2 separate regions of the Sus scrofa genome follow, and region 2 is linked to region 1. A link is a contact called in public HiChIP or PLAC-seq data. All regions are on one chromosome and are shown on one strand. Each heading gives the region's core, a stretch centred on a gene start, on an enhancer-like site or on the middle of the called end of the contact. The rest is flanking DNA. Distances are from core to core; before and after follow the strand shown.

What was found. HiChIP or PLAC-seq counts read pairs in DNA pulled down with a chosen protein or histone mark.
Region 2: a contact with region 1 is called in an H3K27ac HiChIP or PLAC-seq map of alveolar macrophages. The contact joins the enhancer-like site here to the promoter of MAFB in region 1. A contact is called at or near these places in 11 of 47 Hi-C or Micro-C datasets (alveolar macrophages, embryonic fibroblasts, epiblast stem cells and 6 more) and 1 of 2 datasets of contacts at active chromatin or transcription factors (alveolar macrophages).

The regions. Positions count from the first base shown.
Region 1 is chr17:43,410,375-43,413,074 of Sscrofa11.1, forward strand. MAFB (transcription factor MafB) reads right to left here and starts at 1,408. Exons shown (of 1, transcript XM_013985377.2): 1 at 1-1,408. The coding sequence starts at 985. The coding sequence ends at 14.
Region 2 is chr17:43,624,626-43,627,325 of Sscrofa11.1, forward strand. No RefSeq gene overlaps it. Among named protein-coding and RNA genes, the nearest start is that of TOP1, 84 kb to the right of the region's middle. Within about 2 kb of position 1,341, at least 15 of the 83 cell types and tissues checked have an H3K27ac peak or open chromatin away from gene starts, as enhancers often do. A contact at or near this core is called in alveolar macrophages and embryonic fibroblasts, where this site is marked.

The sequences.
Region 1 (2,700 bases), core at 158-2,657:
GACCGGCCACGACTCACAGAAAGAACTCGGGAGAGGAGGGGCTGTCGCTGGTGGAGCCCGCCTCCCTGAAGCCGGAGTTGGCGAGTTTCTCACACTTGACCTTGTAGGCGTCTCTTTCGCGGGCCAGCCGGGACACCTCCTGCTTAAGCTGCTCCACCTGCTGAATGAGCTGTGTCTTCTCATTCTCCAGGTGGTGCTTCTGCTGGACGCGTTTATACCTGCACGACTGGGCGTAGCCCCGGTTCTTCAGGGTCCGCCGCTTCTGCTTCAGGCGGATCACCTCGTCCTTGGTGAAGCCCCGCAGGTGGCGGTTCAGCTCGCGCACGGACATGGACACGAGCTGGTCGTCAGAGAAGCGGTCCTCCACGCTGCCGCTACCGCCAGCCGCCGTCGCGGTGGCCGCCGCGTGCGGCCCAGGCCCGGGATGGCTGGTGGGCAGCTGCTGCGCGGGGCTGGCCGCGCTGGACGGCGGTGGCGATGCTTGGTGATGATGGTGATGGTGTGGATGCGCGTGCGGGCCCAGCTCGTCGTGGGCCACACCGGCGCCCGGGTAAGCGTGGTGCGGGTGTGGGTGGTGGTGGTGATGGTGGTGGTGCGCGCCTCGGAAGCCGTCGAAGCTCTGCAACGGCTGTGGCACTGGGTGCGAGCCGATGAGCGCCTCCACCGCGTCTTCGGGCGTCAGGTTGAGCGCCTCGGGGTTCATCTGCTGGTAGTTGCTCGCCATCCAGTACAGGTCCTCGAGGTGGGTCTTCTGTTCGGTGGGGCTGAAGCTGGGCGACGAGGGCACCGAGCTGCACGGCGTGCTGAGAGGTGTAGACGACACCGAGCCAGCTGGCTGCAGGCGCGTGCAGGGCCGGCCCGGGCGCTCCGCGCGCCCCAGCGGCTCCTTCTTTACGTCGAACTTGAGCAGGTCGAAGTCGTTGACGTACTCCATGGCCAGCGGGCTGGTGGGCAGCTCGGGCCCCATGCTCAGCTCCGCGGCCATCGCTCACGCGAGGCGCAGTCGCCGCTGCCGCCCGGGAAACTTTGCGACCGGCCGGGACGCGCCGAGCCGGGAGCGGGGGCGAAGAGCGGCGAGCCCGGGAGGCGGGGAGCCGAGGGCTCAGCGGGCCGGGGCCGCCGGCCAAGCCTTTGTCTGGGGACGCGGCGGCGCGCCGGAGAGTCCCGAGGCTGCCTGCGCCGCCCCAGAGCTCAGGGATGTGGCCGCGCCGGGGCCGGGACGGCCTGGGAGGGGTGGAGAAGCGAGCGGGACGCGGGGGCTGAACCGAGGGGAGGCGCCGGGCGAGCGCCCGCGGCTCGCTCTCTAGCTCTCTTGCTGTTGGTCTCTCTCGATCGCAGCCGCTCGCAGCCCGGCGGTGCAGCTGTGCGGGATCCGGCGCCGCCACTGCCTTTTATCGCCTCCCTGATGTCACTGGGGCGCGGGGGCCCGGGCGGCCCAGAGCGCTGGCCAATGGCTGCACGGGCCCCACGGCCCGGCGGCGCAGGGCGGGGCGCGCCTGACAGCTCCTCCGCCCCCAGTGTCAGCTGACTGGCGGCGCGAGCAGCCGAAGAGCCGCTGAGGCCTGGCGGAGGGCTGGAGCCAAGTGGGACCGCCGGCCCGGGCCCAGCCCCCACCCCCTCGGAGTCCTGGTCTCCGCCAGCTCTTCGGTGCCCCCCCCCCACCTTATCCACCCCTTCGCGCGCTCTCCTCCTTCTTTACCCTTGTGCCCCCTCCCCTCCCACCAGCCCATATCAACCCCCAGGAGGCTCAGAATGAGCGCCGGGATGGCACCTCTCTGGCCCATTGTTCCCTAGCGTCCCCCGCCCAGTGGGGGACGCTCCGTGTGCCGCTGGGTCTCGGGCCGGTGTATGCGGTGCAAGGCTGTGTTTCTACAGATCTGCTCGCGTTTGTGTGTTGCGGGGTGGGGTGGGGGGGCGAGGTCGGGGCTCCAAGAGTTGTGTTCAGATCCAACTCTTAACCTCCTCGGGCCAAGCAGGGTCTGCCCCCCTCCTGGAGGGTGCAGTGCCCGGGCCCGGATTTAGAACTCCGCTGGCCGCGCAGCTCCCTGCTCACCCCACCCACAAATGCACAAGATGAAGGGAGCTGGGAAGGAATCGGCCCAAAGGCTCAGAAGCCCTCTCCCAGGCAAATGCACGGAACCCTGAATTCGCCGAGGCTGGGGGCTGAGGCCAGCCCAGGACGGTGCTCCGGGTGGCTCTTGGCTGCTGCGAATCCGGCCCTGTTTTTGTTTGAACGTTTTGTAACGATTAAGCAGATCCCGGCGTCAGCCCAAGGTGGAGAGGCTCAAACAGGCATAAAGTGCGACCCCAAGTGGCCACTTCGCGCAAAGGCGCGCTGAACCGCGGGACCCGCAGCAGAAAGGCTCGGCCGACGCCTGAGACCCAACTGGGTCTCCCCAACACGCCCAATTCAACCTGGCCCAGAAAGTAGGCTGTGTGCGCACCGGAGCTCAGGACAGGTTCCTCTGGGGCCACGCACAGGTTCTCGGTTCGGTTCTCGGACTCAGTCGCGATTTCCGCGCTGATGTCCCCCATGGAACTCTGTGCCCCAGCTGGGGGTGGGGGCGGGGGTGGGGAGATGCCCGGCGGCAGCTCCTTGAGCTGGAAACTCCTAGGCAGAGTTAGGCCGAGGGCCGAAAGAGGAAATGCTCCAGCCAGGGGCCCCAGAGCTGTGCAATGAGAAACCTCCGCTAAGCGCAG
Region 2 (2,700 bases), core at 91-2,590, 210 kb after region 1:
AACACTGGATCCTTAACCCACTGAGGATGCCAGGGATTGAACCTGAGTCCTCATGGATGCTAGTCGGGTTCGTTAACCACTGAGCCGTGGCGGGAACTCTGTGACCTCCTCTGTTTCTTAGGACTGAGTGTGGCACCACTCTTCCATCCATTCCCCTAATTTACAGTACTTTTTGCACTTTCATACACAGTTTTAAGATCACTTTGTCAGTTTCTGCCAAAAAAAAAAAAGAGGCAAAAAACAGAACTAAACGTACACTCATATACAAGTACAAGTGGGGAAATATTAGTAAGATCTGTGATTTTTATCTGTCAACATCCTGGTTGTGACATTGTACTATAGTTTTACAAGGTGTCGTCACTGGAGGAGTATGGGGAAAGGACACTCAGAAACTCTTTTTATGACTTCTTACAACTGCGTATGAATCAATAATTATCTCAAAATTAGAAGTTTAATTTTAAAACCCCCACCTAATATGATGGAGAGACGGGAAAGAGAGGAGAAAATGAACATTTGCTACAGATTCACCACGTTCAGAAATCCAGGGTCTTTCACACCTGATTGGAGAGCAATATTATTATTATTATCCCCATTTGATAGATGAGGAAACTGAGGCTTAGAGAATACCTGTTCCACTCTCAAAGACAAACTTGGAGACGGTGGGAGTCAAGCCCTGCTCTCTGCCTCTCCCTCTGCCTGCCTCCTTCCTTTAGGCAAACACAGCCATCAATCACATGTAGGCAATGACTGCATTACTCAAGAGGAAATTGAAGCCAGACTGTAAGATGCAGTCCACAAAATTCATGATTTCTTCCCCCCACCCCCTCTCCTTCTACTTGGTCCCTTTTTCATATGGATCGGGGTTTTATTCCTGCATTTATTGCACACGCAAATTACAGATGAGAGCATCAACCACACAAGTCATTACTCAGAGTAGCATCTCCCCAACTGCCACTGGACGAGGACAGAACAGCTTGTGGTTAATTTGCTATATAATCACTGCCTGTGACGGGGGCCGGGGTGGGGGAAGGGGCAGGGCTGTGCCTATGCTAATATTAGGAAAGGGGAAGCTGAGCAGAGAGGACTCCTGAGACGTGGGGAGGAAGGGCAGTATTGAGCCAGGGAGAAAAGGAAAGAGTTGGTGGAGAGCAGAGAGAAGGGGCTCTGCCCCCGTCAGAGATTTCTGGAAGCGTTTTCTCCTCTGCCAAGAAGCAGAATTGCTCTACCCCATTAGTCATGACTCCATGAAAGAGCTAAGAAGAATCCCCATTCTCCAAAGCTCCACCCCTCAGCTCAGAGAAGAAATATTTGCCGGCACACAGCACAACCACCAGGGTGCATCAGAGGCTGGAGGAAATTTACCAGCAGGCAAGAGTTACACCACTACACCAATGTCCTAACAATCAATAAGAAAAAAAAGGCCAATAAAAAATGGGCAAAGGATATGAACAAGCAGTTCTCAGATTAGGAAATTCAGCCTGAGTATACAAAAAGATACTCAACCTTAGTCTTAATAAAAGGTAAATGCAGATGAAAACCACAAAGAGAGGAGTTCCTTAATGGCTCAGCAGTTAACAAACCCGACTAGGATCCATGAGGATTTGGGCTTGATCCCTGGCTTTGCTCAGTGGGTTAAGGATCCAGCCTTGCTGTGAGCTGTGGTATAGGTCACAGACTTGGCTCGGATCCCGCATTGCTGTGACTGTGGTGTAGGGCAGCAGCTGCAGCTTTGATTTGACCCTTAGCCTGGGAACCTCCATAGGCTGCGGTGTGACCCTAAAAAGCCAAAAAAAAAAAAAAATCCCACAAGGAGATACCGTGTTTTTACCTATTGGATGGACAAAGGTCAAAATGCAAAAGGCTGGTGAGAGAGTAAATTGGCACAGTCTCCATGGATGGCAGTTTGGCACACTCCATCAAAACGTTTGGGGCACGTACCCATTGACCCATAAATCCTACTGCTCTAGGATGTATTCCACAGACATGCTTGCATATATGTATGCAGAGTGGGATGTACAAGGCTATTCACTGCAGCGTGGTTTATAATAACAGAAGATTGGAAACAGCCTGAATGTCCATCAACGAGGGACTGCTTAAATAAATTGCTGCACATCCATACACTGGAGATCTTTACAGCTGTTAAAAAAGAATGAGGCAGCTCTTTATGTACGGATATGAAACAATCTCCAAGATATATTGTTAAGTGGAAAAAAAGCAAAGTGCTGAACAGTGTGATTAGAATGCTGCTATTCTTGAGGGGTTTTTAAGGATACAGACACACAGACATCTTCACTGATATATGCAGAGGATCCCCCTGGAAAGATGACAATTTTGCACCACTTGGATCTGTAGAGAGAAAAGGGCTCTGGGGCTGGGAGCAAATTGGAAAGGAGGTTGATTCCTCACTGTTTATCTTGTTCACAGTTTGGTTTGCGGTGTGTATATATGTATAACCCATTCTAACTGATGAATAATAATTTTTTAAAGCCTCTGTGAGTTCCCCTTCTTCAAGAATCAAACCTCTTGGCCTGACACCCAAGACCCTTCATGGTTTGACTTTAGCCTATTTCCCTTCATTTCTTAACATGCTGCCACTGGAGCCATTCCTCTCAAAGCACACGGAACTTCTCACTTCTCCTAAAGTCATCATACCCCAGGACCTTTGCACCTGCTGTTTTCTGTGTCAGGGATGCTCCCCTA